2 separate regions of the Mus musculus genome follow, and region 1 is linked to region 2. The links are chromatin contacts, called in public HiChIP or PLAC-seq maps. All regions are on one chromosome and are shown on one strand. The core of a region is the stretch at or near the end of the contact, and the rest is flanking DNA. Distances in the headings are between cores, read along the strand shown. Region 1 holds the start of Prorp (protein only RNase P catalytic subunit). Region 2 overlaps Snx6 (sorting nexin 6).

Region 1 (6,452 bases), core at 1,407-3,906, 560 kb after region 2:
GGACTGTAGCTTCGCTTCAGCCTCACTGGGCTCTTCAATTCTATAATCTAGTTTTTCAACACTATTTTTTCTGTATTATTTTCTTCAGAAGAGGACTCCAGGGATTCCTCAGCCCTTCACCTGTCACAGCATTTCCGTTGTCCCTGTCACATTAACCTTTAACCTTGGACCGAGCCACAGGTTCTTTAATATGGCTTGGTACTACTTGAGCAAACTGCAAAATTTTGCAAATAAGATGGGAATTGAAAAGGACCAATGAATTATCTGTCTAGAGGCCACTGATGATTCTTCACAAGCAAGAATGAGAGACAAGCACAGTTGTAGCCTCAGAGTCATCAGGGAAAAAACAGTAAGGCAGAGCTAGGGGAAGGGGACCACACAGGGAGCTGCTGTTGTTTGTCTTGGGTTTGCCTTTACTCTTTTGGAGACAAGGTGAGATCAGTAGCCCTGGCTTGGAACTCACAATTTTACAGACTAGCCTAACTTGCTGATCTTCCGGCTTCTGCCTCTGGAGTAATGGGATTACAGGTATGTACCTGGCCTAAAAAGGTTTCTCAACTGGGAAAATACCAGCTTTTTATATGCTCATGATAATAATTAAGAAAATCTGATAATACAGGTAAAGGGCTATCCTTAAGAATATATCCTTGGGTATGCGTAAAATAATTAGCACATAGGATCTACTACATTGATGGCAGTAGCCGTAAGAAGAAGCTATTAATATTAACCATACAATCTAGGTAATTTGCTATACATTCATGGTCTAGTTGAGGTATTCCTATTAAAGGTGAAGAGAAATGTAGCAAACTTTGGCGGGGGGACCGGAGAGTTGACTCAGTAGGTTAAGAGCACTTGCTTCTCTTATTTATGTAGGAGGCTCCAGTTTGCTTCCCAGCACCCACATGGCAGCTCATAACCACGTGTAACTCCTGCTCCAGGAGCTCCAATACCTTCTCTGGCCTTTGCAGGTGTCAGGTCTCAAAGAAACCTGGGACAAAGAGCTGAGGTGCCTACTAACATATCAGGGCAGAAGCAGGAGCCCAGCATTACCTAATACCTATAGCTTCTCCCAGCTCTTCTCACCCCAGCTCCTACCCTAAACCACTCTCCAGTGGGCTCAGCTTCCCTTCCTTCAGCTTCTGACCCTACAGAACTCAGGCATGTTGGCTACTCACTCCCTTGACTCAGCTCTTGGTTCCCATGTGCTCTCTTGGTCCACCCCCACCCCCTTCCATGCTCTCCCCACCGCTCCCCTCTATGCCCGTCTATACTGCTGGTCAGATTCAGTCTGGACCTTTCTAGTCTGAACTCTCCCTCATATCTACAATAAAGGCTTCCCCTCAACCCTAGGTAAGCCCTGACCTCATTTACATTCGACAGGCAACACTCAAAAATGGTACACGCGCATACATGCAGGCTGTTACATGTTTGTTAGTGGCAATGGAAATGATGGAGGAGAAAAGGCAAAGTAAACAATGTAAGAGAGAGGAGAACACAGAAGAGAAGCCATCGAGTATATGAAAAGGAATGCAATCCAGTGAGGGACTTCAGGGACTCAAGTCCAATACACAGTTCTTAATAGAGACAGGGTTTCTCTGTGTAGCCCTGGCTGTTCTGAAACTCCCTGTAGACCACACTGGTCTCCAACTCAGAGATCCACCTGCCTCTGCCTCTCAAGAGCTGGGGTTAAAGCCACGTGCCACCACTACCTGGTGACAATACATTCTAAAGGTGAAGGTTGGTTGTAAGGATATATACCTAAGACCTGAGTGAAATGGTAACTGGAAACAGTTGAGGCTCTCCTTTATAAACTGCCTCTACTTCCTCTTTAAGATATATATATTTGAAAAATATGCTCATCGATTTAAGGTGAACAGTGGAGGGCAGACTGGAGGTTTGGGAAGATGAGCGGAATTAAGTGTAGAAAAGCAAACGCTCTTCTTGCAGATGCCACCAAAACAGACACTTCACCTTAGAACTCACCATGGTTTGGGTGTTCTTCTTTGTTTGAGTCTAGCCTTTAATGGCTGAGCCATGCCTACAACCAGGTTCTGTTTTTCTTTAGCCAATCGCAGCTGCCTGGGTGCTGGTGTGGAGCTGGAAGGATTTTACCAGACTGGAAAGCAAGTGTGAAGGACCAAGGAACGAGCAATGTAAAACGGATTCATGAAATTTAAAATGGAGGGTTAAGTGAAAGAGAGTTAAAAGGTGGCAGGGACTCGGGAGGCAGGAACAAAAAGGGTCAATAAGTCAAGTCTAGCCTCGGCTAGATGATAAAACGCTATTTCTAGGGAAGGAAAAAAACCTATAAGGATGAATTATAGGTCTTGAAAAGATTGAAGGTTTGAACCAAGGTTCGTAAGTCTGGTTCGTAAGTCTAAGATCGTGGAAAACTGAGGTCACCGTTATGCTCTCATTCCTAGCAGGGCATTTACCAGGGAAGTTTGGGTCACCCCTTGGTAGATCTCCAAAGCACATTCCACTCTGACTCCTTTGTCAGAGAAGTTTAACAGACAAAAGTACAGCTCTCACTAGCTCCTCCACCCTATCCACCCTGTCCGCCACTTCTAGCCTGGGGCGGGCTATCTAGAGGGCGGTCCCTCTCAAACTCACTCTTTGGATCCGTGTTGGGCGACGCTAACCGCCGGCGAAGCACGTCTTTCCAGTCCATGGTTGACTCCCGCTCAGAGGACCCTACATTTGCAGTTTGTTAAGAGCTCCACCCACTGCCAGCCGCGACGTCAGACTTCGCCAAGACAGGTGGAAGTTAATTAGGACGCCTGGACGCCATCTTGGGCACGGGCGGAAGCCTTGGCTACAAAGGAAAAAAAGAAAAAAGGAAAGGAAAGATGCTGTAGCTATTCCGGATACGGCGATCACGCTAGCATGGACGAAAATCAGACATGAAGTAGATGAAAAAATTATCCTTCTTACGGAGGTGTCGCAGCTCACCAAGCCGGATTTCTAAAGGCCAGAAGAAGCCTGCGTGACTTCTTCGCTTGGGCATTTAGCGCGTGCGCGCCACAGGTTACGGGACTCCATTGCCATTTCCGAATTGAGAAAAGCATTTTCGTCACATTTTGTTCTTTCTCTGGAAACCTTAACCGTTCCTACGATGTAATAGACGCAGCGGTATCCAGCCCTCTCGGATACTAAAAGTTTCAAAATTATCCTGGTTTGTTTATCTTCTCAGTACTCAACAGAACCCTGGAATTCAAGCGCTCCAGGCCCCAGCACCACGTTCAGCGCGGTGCGTTGTGGGTATTGTAGTTTTCACCGCGTTTATGGTTCCTTTAAGCATGAGTGGCGTGGTGAGTTGTTTAATGAAGTGAACTTCGTTTGTCGACCCTCCGTACAGTTAAGTCTGAGCTCTTTCTGGACCTCACTTCCTTCCCTATGATGTTTATGCTGCATTTCCATGGCCCCTCTTCTCCGAAGAGTTTTGCGGCCCGGAGAGAGTTGTGAAGAGCAAGGGACCCTAGACTGGCTTTTCTTGCTACTGCTGGGGCTGCGATTGGTGGTTCCTGTTCGTTGTTATTTATTTCCCTGTTCTAGCTCCTTTGGTATCCCGCCCCTCTTCGGGACCATCATAATCCACACGAGTCAAACTGGGAGTCCATGTGCTTTTTCCTCAGATTCGAAAATTGGAAGGTAACAGGCACTTCAGGATTCCCGTTCCGCCTTCTGGTTTAGGGATTGCTACTGGTGTTGGACGTCTTTGGATCCTTATTTAATAAATAGAACACGTGTGCTTTCCTTACCATTACATCGCTCCAAACACATAGTCTTGATTTGTTTGTAACGGAGAAACAAAAAAAGTCTCACTTTCAAGAACTGCGCTTCCATATCCTCGGGCCCCCAATACCTTAATTTTACGTAGTGGAGTGAAACTGTTTTATTTTTAAGTTTCATTCAACTCACTGCAGCATGACCTTCTATTTGTCTGGTTTTCGGAGCATCCCGAAACTTTGGAAGAGCAACCCTTACTTTGAGCTAGGCCCTGCGACCTCTTCTACCCCCTTCTTTCTCTGTGCCATCGGGAACCAACAAAGATGGTTTTCTGTTAAACCTACTACCCCTCCAAATAGCAAAGCACTCAATCTACTGGATACCAAAGCTAGGACACACAGGAAAGGGAATGACAACAATGGGCAGGTTTCTTCTGATCCTCATTACTTCGCTGCTGGAGCAGCTAAGAAGAGGTCCCACATAGGTGCTAACCCTCAGAATCAAGGTCATGCCTTGCCCGTGAGAAGCTCTGTCCAACTTCCAACTAAACCTTTGAATTCCGCAGAGTGGGATAAACTTAAAGAAGATTTCAAAGGAAAGGCCAGTTTTGAAGACTTCATCATTTCACAGATGGCACGCAACTGTTGTTCAGTAGATGTGGCCAAGTCTCTCCTGGCTTGGGTAGCAGCAAAGAACAATGGCATCGTGGGCTATAATCTACTCGTCAAGTATTTATATCTCTGTGTCTTTCATAAGCAGACGTCAGAAGTTATTGATGTCTATGAAATCATGAAAGCCAAGTACAAGAGTTTAGAATCTGGGGGTTATACCCTTCTCATCCGGGGATTGATCCACTCAGACAGATGGAGAGAGTCCTTGTTGCTGTTAGAAGACATTAAAAAAGTCATGGTCCCTTCCAAAAAGAACTATGGTGACTGTATACAAGGAGCCCTCCTTCATCAAGATGTGAACACAGCTTGGAATTTGTATCAGGAATTGATAGGTCATAATCTCATCCCTCCGTTGGAAACTCTAAAAGCCTTCTTTGATTATGGCAAAGACATAAATGATGATCACTATTCAGACAAACTCCTGGACATACTTTTGTATCTAAGGAATAATCAGCTGTATCCTGGAGAGTCATTTGCACACAGTATAAAAACGTGGTTTGAAAGGTAATTTTGATTTTGTGTATGTGTTGTTTATTAGTTGCTGAGACTGACTTTATTCAGCTTATACCTTTTCCCATCTTGAGATAATCGTTATTTCTCCTTTAAAACACAATATTCTCCTAAGAAAGTAATAGGAATAATTTGTGTCACTCGCTACTTGTCACATAAAAGGAAATTATAGCGCACCTTCTGTTTTTATATAAACAGATCTCTTCCTTTTAGAACTATATTTTATTTTCTGAGGCATCTAACATGAATAACGGGCAACATTATAGCAAGTAAAGGTTCTGTGTCTCTGTGTGGGCATATGCACATAGCAACAATAGAGGTTGATTTTAGGTTTTTGTTTTTCGGGAGTTTTTTGTTTGTTTGTTTTGTTTTTTTGAGACAGGGTTTCTCTGTATAGCCCTGGCTGTCCTGGAACTCACTTTGTAGACCAGGCTAGCCTCTAACTCAGAAATCTGCCTGCCTCTGCCTCCAGAGTGCTGGGATTAAAGGTGTACGCCACCACACCCGGCTTTGTTTGTTTGTTTTTTGTTTTTAATCAAATTCCAACTTTTGAGACTTTTGAGACAAGAGGCTCTTACTGAGCCTGGAGCTCAGCATTTTGTCTAAACTCACAGGTAAGGAAGCTGCCTGTCTTCACACCCATATTGCTGGGGTTACAGGTTCAGGCTGCTCTGCCAGGCTTAGACATGGGTTCTGGGGATCTAACCTCAGAACTTGCTTATGCAGCAAGTACTTTACCGGATGATCATATCCTTCTTTTCAAAGGATAACTGAAATAATGTGCAGTAGGTAGGCTGTAGTTCCTGTGTTTCATCACTTACAGTGATTAGAATGGATGGGGCAGTTCCTGATACTCAAGCATTAGATGGAGAACCAGCCTTCCATTTCATTTTGCGCCTTGTCTTGTTTGTCTATTGCTTTGACTATTAACCACATAAATATCTACTGCTTCTCTCTCTCTCTCTTTCTCTCTCTCTTTCTCTCTCTCTCTCTCTCTCTCTCTCTCTCTCTCTCTCTCTCTCTCTCTGTGTGTGTGTGTGTGTGTATTTCCAAGAAGCCCTGCCTGTCCTGGACATGGTTTGTAGACCAGGCTGGCTTTAAACTCAGAGATTGGCCTGCCTCTGCCTCCTAAGTGCTAAGATTAAAGGCGTATGCCACCATTGCCTGGCTGCTTCAGTCTTTTAGTCTGTTTTCTTGACCCTTATTTTATTTCAGGTCATTTGCTAAATGTTCTTTCTTTTCTCTCTTTTTATCATATATCATGTTTACAGAACATGTTTGATTATCTTAACATACTTGTTGAAAGAATGTGAAAGCTATCATAGAAAGTATTCTGAACTTCTCCTATTCTTCCTTACAGAATGTCTGTACAGTGACCATCTGTCTTTAGGTTCAGCAGGAATTTTTAACTTGTGGATAATTTGGTTTTGTAATTTTTTTTTTGGTAGTATCCCTGGAAGACAATGGAAAGGACAGTTCACCACAATTCAGAAAAGGTAAAGACTTTTATTTGTTTCTAATATGTTTGATTCTGATATAGTA
Region 2 (6,458 bases), core at 2,283-4,782:
ACAGGCTCTTGGCGGATGGGCCCTCTCAGCGCCCCTACTTCCAGCCCAAATAAATGACTCTGTTAGCGGACAGCAGCCGGAGCTTGTTAAAATCTAGCTGCTGGAGACAGCCTCGCTCCGTTTTCTGCACCGTGCTCCACTTGACCCAGCTTTCCAGCCTCACTGTCCAGGTAAGTCAGCCAGGGCATGGCAAGCAAGCATTGGGCAGCATGGTAAACAAGAAGGCCTCGCCCTTCTCCCCACTACCCTCTGCCATGCTAAAACACCCTTAGATTACATCCTTAAAGCTAGCCTCCAAGGTTACTTGGTCACCTCCTCCTCCAGAGGCCGACCACCAAGGCCCAGCTATCAAAGTGTTCAAGTCAAGCAATTAAAAGCCCCCTTTTGACCACCCCAATTAACACGTCCAATCAAGTTGAAGCACCTCATTTTAACTTGGGCTTTCCTATTTTACCTTACAAACTGCCTTTTTCCAGTGGGTCAGGTCTGTCTCCTCTGTCCAGAAGGAGTCCTTTGGTGCCCCCCCCTCACTCCACCCCTCACCCTGACATGTATTCCTCTCCCTTGCCCTCTATCTTCTGCCTGTCTCTTATTCCCTGCCTTTTGTCCCTTTGGGGCAAGTAAGTCTACTTTGTGCTGAAAACTTGGCTCTTAGGGTGTCTGGAGCCTACACCGGTCCCTCCAGTAAATCTTGTGGGTATGTGTGTGTCCCTCTTCACATTCACTGCCAAACTCTTAACCCCACTGCGCCCCCCTCCCCTCCTGCACTGCGTTCCCATGGTGTTGAAGACTCAGTTTCATGTCCTGGGCCTCCCCAACCAGGTAGGTAAAAGCAGCCTCTGGGCTTGGAACCCTGCATGCTTCTGTCATCTGCTAGTGCCACCTCTCCCGAGACTGCCAGGATGATAGGCAAACACATGGACGCCTCAACGGAGTGAATCCAGAGTGGGTGGTGTGTGTACAGGGAAGTAGCAGAGAGCAGTCAATGACCCATTCCACTGGCATAAAGCTCTCCTCTGTATGCCTCAGACAGAGCGATGTTTGTACATACTTGCTTTGGGTCCCATTAACTACACCTAATCCTGTGCATGTGAGCATGCTATATAGCAAGAGTGTCCAGGTCAAGGGCTAACTTCTGGGGCCTGGTTCTCCCCCCACCCCAGGGCTCTGGGGATCAAACCAAGGTTCTCGGGCTTGACAGCAGGGAACTTTACCCAGTGAGCCACCCGGCTTGCTGCTCCAAACCCTTCTGGGGAGGGGGTGGGGTGTAACATCTATTAGGCCCTGGCTGGCCTGGAACTTCCTATGTAGACTAGGCTGGCATTGAGACTCAGAGCTCTCCTGCCACAGCTGGGGTTACAGGCATGTACCACACCTGTTCTCCCTTGGTTTCAGAGGCAGGTGTTCACCTCCGGGGCTTGCCTGGCCTTAGACACACAGCAGCAGTCCTGGGGTCACAGGAACGTGGCAGAAGGCTCATCCACACATGTTATTTCTCCAGGTGTTGGTGAGAAAGCCCTGCACACTATCTGCTAGTTCTGTGGCCTACCCAAGGCCTTTAGCTAGTATATGCAGCTGCTACCTACTACCCCGGACCCCGGGACGCATGCTAACAATGAATCCCGGGCCAGCCAAGTGGCCTTAGGGGTGGTAAACACACTTGCCCCACAGCTTACAGCTGGAGTCACATCCATGTGGTGGAAGGAGAGATTTGACTCCCAGAAGCCCTCCTCTGACCTCAGCTCAGGTCCCTGCCCTCACACACTACATACACTCATCTGAAAATAGAATCGGGTTGGAGAGCGGTTTCGGTGACTGAGCACACCGGCTGCTCTTCCCTAGGACCCTTGGTTGGTTTCCCAGCATCCACTACACTGAAGCTCTGGTTCTGGGGACCCTATGTTCTCCTCTACCCCACCTCCCCACTTTCTGGCCTCCAGCAACTGCACTTGGAGCAGACAGACAGATGGGCAGGCAAAAGAGCTCATACAGAGTAAATAAAAAATAAGCAAAAAATGTAATAAAAATTTTCAGAATACTCACTCCTTTCTGCTCCTAAAGCGACCACCTTTTTAAAAACAAAATAACCTACGGGTAAGAGAACTGCTGTATCCTTTGTCCCTCTTCCATTTCTCGGCTATTACACACCTTCACATTTCTGAAGCACGGCACCAACATTTATTAGTCCTCACAACATCCCTGTGAGGTAGGTCAACATGTCCTTTATAGCAGAGAATGGAGAAGCCAGAAGAGGCTCTTGCCCATACCGGATTGAGGCTTCAAGAGCAGCTGGTGAGGGTGGGAGGGAATCCAGAAGCAAGGGCCCTTGGTCCTGCACTCACCCACTGGGACACGAGTGGGTGTATTTCTACCAATTAGGGTCACGCACACAAAGGACAAAAAATGTCTGGGCCGATAACAGAAAAACCAACGTTGGAACGGCACCGGCAAACATGTCAAGAGAGCAAGCACACTAACCAGCAGAGGGAGGAGGCTGGGTCTGGGTCTTGGGTAGACCCTGACCCAGAATCATCAGGGTGGTTTGTAGAAATGTAAACAAACTAGGAACTCGTTCCAGGGTGACCAGCCGAACTCCCTGTGGTTTCCAAATAGGAGAGGAGTAAGAAATATATGAGAAGTCCATCATCCAAGTCCAGTTTACACTGGGGGCACAGGAAGCAGTCTGGGCCAGTCAGAAAGACCAGGCGTGGGTGACACAGACCCAGGGACTCTTCATCTGTCTGCACCCCACCTTTCGTCCTGGGGACCACCCCCTCCCTCCTCCTAGCAGATAGCTTTTCCTCTACACCACTCACTAGACAGCCATGGTAGCCACCAAATGGCTCGGCTGACGAATGTCTCCCGGTTATCTGCTGAGATAGGCAGGGAATCCAGGGAATTGTAGACGGGGATCTAGGGAACCATGATACTCCTGCATTTTGAATCAGTGCACCCAGAAGGTCACTCTACGTGAGGTAAAGCATTCAGTGAACCTGGTTTGGCCATTTCAAACAAAGGGGGCCGGGGGGTGGGGGAGGGAGGAAAGAAAGAAAAAAAAAAGATAAAGAAAAGACCTTCACTGTAAAGCATAATGCCGGAGTAGATTTATTATCGCTACCCTGAATTCCAGAGCCATACAAGGAGCATGGAGTCAAAACGCCACTGCTGTCTCTGGGCGTTTACAATATTGGTTTAGTCCACAAGTTTAAGGCAAACATACTAACGCATCTGCTTTTCTTCAGAGATCATACTTATAAAGCTTACATAAAGTCTGACCCGAAACTTCTACGTTCATTAATTCAAAGTAAGTCTCGTTAAGACGCTTTACACAGATACATGAAAGAACTAAGGGAACAGGATGCTTAAAAAATATTCAGAAAGGCAACCTTTATCTTGTGTGAACAGAGAGTACTTTGAGAATGTTAAAACAGGACAAGCGATTCTTAGGTAAATAAGGCCTGCAGCCACAGAACCGCCACATAGGAAATAAACACAGTAAGACAGGCTTCTCAAAGAAAAGAGAGGGTAGAACTTTGGGCTTCTTGGAAGGTGGAGTGCGAGGTGGCAGGCCGCTGCCCTGCAGCCGGTGAGCCCTGCTGCTCCACTGTCTCTCAGAAGAAGAGCTGATGCACTGTGCCCGCTGTCTCTGTTGTTCCCAGTGAGCTTAGATGCCGGAGGGAGGTCGTCAGGAAAACAAACTGGATTTGAAGGCAGCCCTTTTTGACAGAAGGCAGAGTGAAGCCTATGTGTCTCCATTTAAAACCGCAAGGCAGTTCTGAAGGAGCTGAAGGTTGCCCTGGTGAGGAGGAAACAGGCAGTCACCAGGTATGCCAGTCCTAACAGCTTCAAAGAGTTGTTTGTAAATATTGTTTTTATTACTATTTGATGTATTTGGGTGTTTTGCCTGCATGTTTGTCAGGAGCCACACACAAGCAAGCAAGAAAGCAAGCATAAAAGAAAAATTGTACTCTAATGTCACAATTCTGGAAACATCTCTATAACAGTTTAAAAACAAAGTACCAACCTGTTAAGTAAATAAGTTTCTACCTAGATGAGAATGGTTTAGATTGTTCTACTTAAAAAAATTCATTTGTAAAAAATATATTTTATTTCACATCTGAGACAAAGCTTTTATGGTATATACCAGGCTGGCCTTGCACTCATGATTCCCCTATCTCAGGCTCCAGAGTGCTGGGATGACAGATGTGAGCCACAAAGGCTGTTTTTTTGTTTTTGTTTTTTTCGATACAGGGTTTCTCTGTATAGCCCTGGCTGTCCTGGAACTCACTCTGTAGGCCAGGCTGGCCTCGAACTCAGAAATCCGCCTGCCTCTGCCTCCCAAGTGCTGGGATTAAAGGCATGTGCCATCAACGCCCAGCTGTAAAATAAGACTTTTGAGTCCAAGGTTAACTAGTGAATTTGATTTTTGATTGTGTAATAGTATTAAACTAAAATTAAAAAACAAAAAACAAAAAAACAACCCAGGCTGGAGAGATAGCTCAGCGGTTAAGAGCACTGACTGCTCTTCCGAAGGTCGTGAGTTCAAATCTCAGCAACCACATGGTGGCTCACAACCATCTGTAATGAGATCTGACGCCCTCTTCTGGTGAAAAAAAAAGTGGGATCTGGTGAGACACATTTTTTTTTCCTGGTTTTTTGAGACAGGATTTCTCTGTGTAGCCCTGGCTGTCCTGGAACTCACTCTGTAGACCAGGCTGGCCCCGAACTCAGAAATCGGCCTGTCTCTGCCTCCGCCTGGCAGTGAGACATATCTTTAATCCCAGCACTTGGGACATAGAGACAGGTAGATGGATCTATGGAAGTTCTAGTATAGCTAAGACTACAGAGAGATCTGGTTTAAACTCCCCACAACCACTGTGGTGGTTTGAGTAAGGATGGCCCCATAGGCTCATAGTTAAATACTTAGGAGTGGCATTAGGAGGTGTGGCTTGTTAGAGGAACTGTGTCAAGGAGGCGGTTGGGGGGTGGGGTGGGCTTTGGGGTTTCAAATACCCAAGCCAGACCCAGGCTTTCTTTGCTGGTGGATCAGGATTGAAGGTCTCAGACTGTTCTAGCTACTTCCTGCATGCTTCCATGCTCCCTACCATGATAATAAAGGACCACCCTCTGAAATTATAAGCCAGTCCCCGTTTAAATGCTTTCTTTTATAACAGGTTCTTTGAGTTGGATGGTGGTGATGCCTTTAATTTCAGCCCTCAGGAGGCAGAGGCAGAGGCTGGTGGATCTCTGTGAGTTCCAGGCCAACCTAGCCTACACAGAAAAATCCTGTCTCAAAAATCAAAAAAAAAAAAAAAAAAAGAAAAAAAAAATGAGTTGCCGCGGTTATGGTATCTCTTCACAGATTTAGAACAGTGACTAAGACACAACACTGTGCTAAAAGGAAGAACTTTCCATTGCGGGCAGTAACCCTAGCTCCTGGGGGCCTGAGGCAGGAGACTGTCAGTTTGAGACCATGCTAGACTACATAAGAAGACCCTGCCATTTTAAACCTGAGGTACAGTGAATGGGAGGCATAGAAGACAAACAGGTAAAGGCATTTGCTTCACAAGCCCGGTGACCTAAGCTGAGCCCCTGAACCCCACGCAAAAAGCGAAGTCTAGTGGGGCATCTGCATCCCAGATGGCGTCAGCTAGAGTTTCTACTTCTTGTGAAGAAACACGGTGACCGCGGGAGCTCCTGTAGAGGACAACAGGTAAGTTGGGGTTGGTGCACAGGGTCAGCTATGCAGCCCATTATCATCATGGTGGGAAGCAGGGCAGCTTGGAGGCAGACATGGTGCTGAGAGGTCTGCCTTGCTGCCTCTGGATCAGTAGGGAGGGAGGGAGGGAGGGAGGGAGGGAGGGAGGGAGGGAGGGAGGGAGACACTGACTGACTCTGAGACTCTAGCACATTCTGGTAATCCTAGAACTCAGGACAGAAATATTGCCATGAGTTTAAACTGAGCCTGAATTTACAGAGTAAGTTTTAGAAGATTTTAGTCTTAAAAAGAGAAAGAGAATCAACATTTGAAGATGGGGTGTAGCTCAGTGGTAGAATACTTGCCTAGCATATGCAAAGTCCTGGATTTGATCGGCATCACAGAGAAGAAAAATGAAAATCAACATCCCGAAGCCAGCATAATAGCAGTTTCGAGCAAGAACCATTCATGGATTAAACAAAAATCTCAGATTTATTTTATGTATATGAGCTTTTGTATGCATGCATGTATGTATGTATATATGCCTGTATGTATGCATGTATGTATGCATGTATGTACACTCCATGCATGCCTGGTTCCTGTAGAGGACCTGTTATTCCCTAGAACTGGAGTTACAAACCACATGTGGGTGCTGGGGGTGAAACCCATCTCCATCCCCTCTACAAAAACTTAGCTCTTAGCCTAATGAGCTCTTTCTCCATCACACACTGATGGGTTTTAAAACATAAGGATGTGGGGC

The links. HiChIP or PLAC-seq counts read pairs in DNA pulled down with a chosen protein or histone mark.
Region 1: a contact with region 2 is called in an H3K27ac HiChIP or PLAC-seq map of extraembryonic endoderm stem cells, with 3 times the contacts expected there. The contact joins the promoter of Prorp here to the enhancer-like site in region 2. A contact is called at or near these places in 6 of 39 promoter capture datasets (the C10 cell line, hippocampal neurons, liver and 2 more), 1 of 484 Hi-C or Micro-C datasets (liver), 5 of 115 datasets of contacts at active chromatin or transcription factors (astrocytes, embryonic stem cells, extraembryonic endoderm stem cells and 2 more) and 2 of 9 other capture datasets (embryonic stem cells and liver).

The regions. Positions count from the first base shown.
Region 1 is chr12:55,299,981-55,306,432 of GRCm38.p6, forward strand. Prorp (protein only RNase P catalytic subunit) reads left to right here and starts at 2,657. Exons shown (of 7, transcript NM_025373.1): 1 at 2,657-4,904; 2 at 6,359-6,406. The coding sequence starts at 3,928. Ppp2r3c (protein phosphatase 2, regulatory subunit B'', gamma) reads right to left here and starts at 3,020. Exons shown (of 14, transcript NM_021529.4): 1 at 2,935-3,020; 2 at 2,614-2,815. The coding sequence starts at 2,671.
Region 2 is chr12:54,743,264-54,749,721 of GRCm38.p6, forward strand. Snx6 (sorting nexin 6) reads right to left here. Exons shown (of 14, transcript NM_026998.3): 14 at 3,094-3,796. The coding sequence ends at 3,743. Among named protein-coding and RNA genes, the nearest start is that of Gm22317, 7.9 kb to the left of the region's middle. Within about 2 kb of position 3,533, at least 5 of the 459 cell types and tissues checked have an H3K27ac peak or open chromatin away from gene starts, as enhancers often do. A contact at or near this core is called in extraembryonic endoderm stem cells, where this site is marked.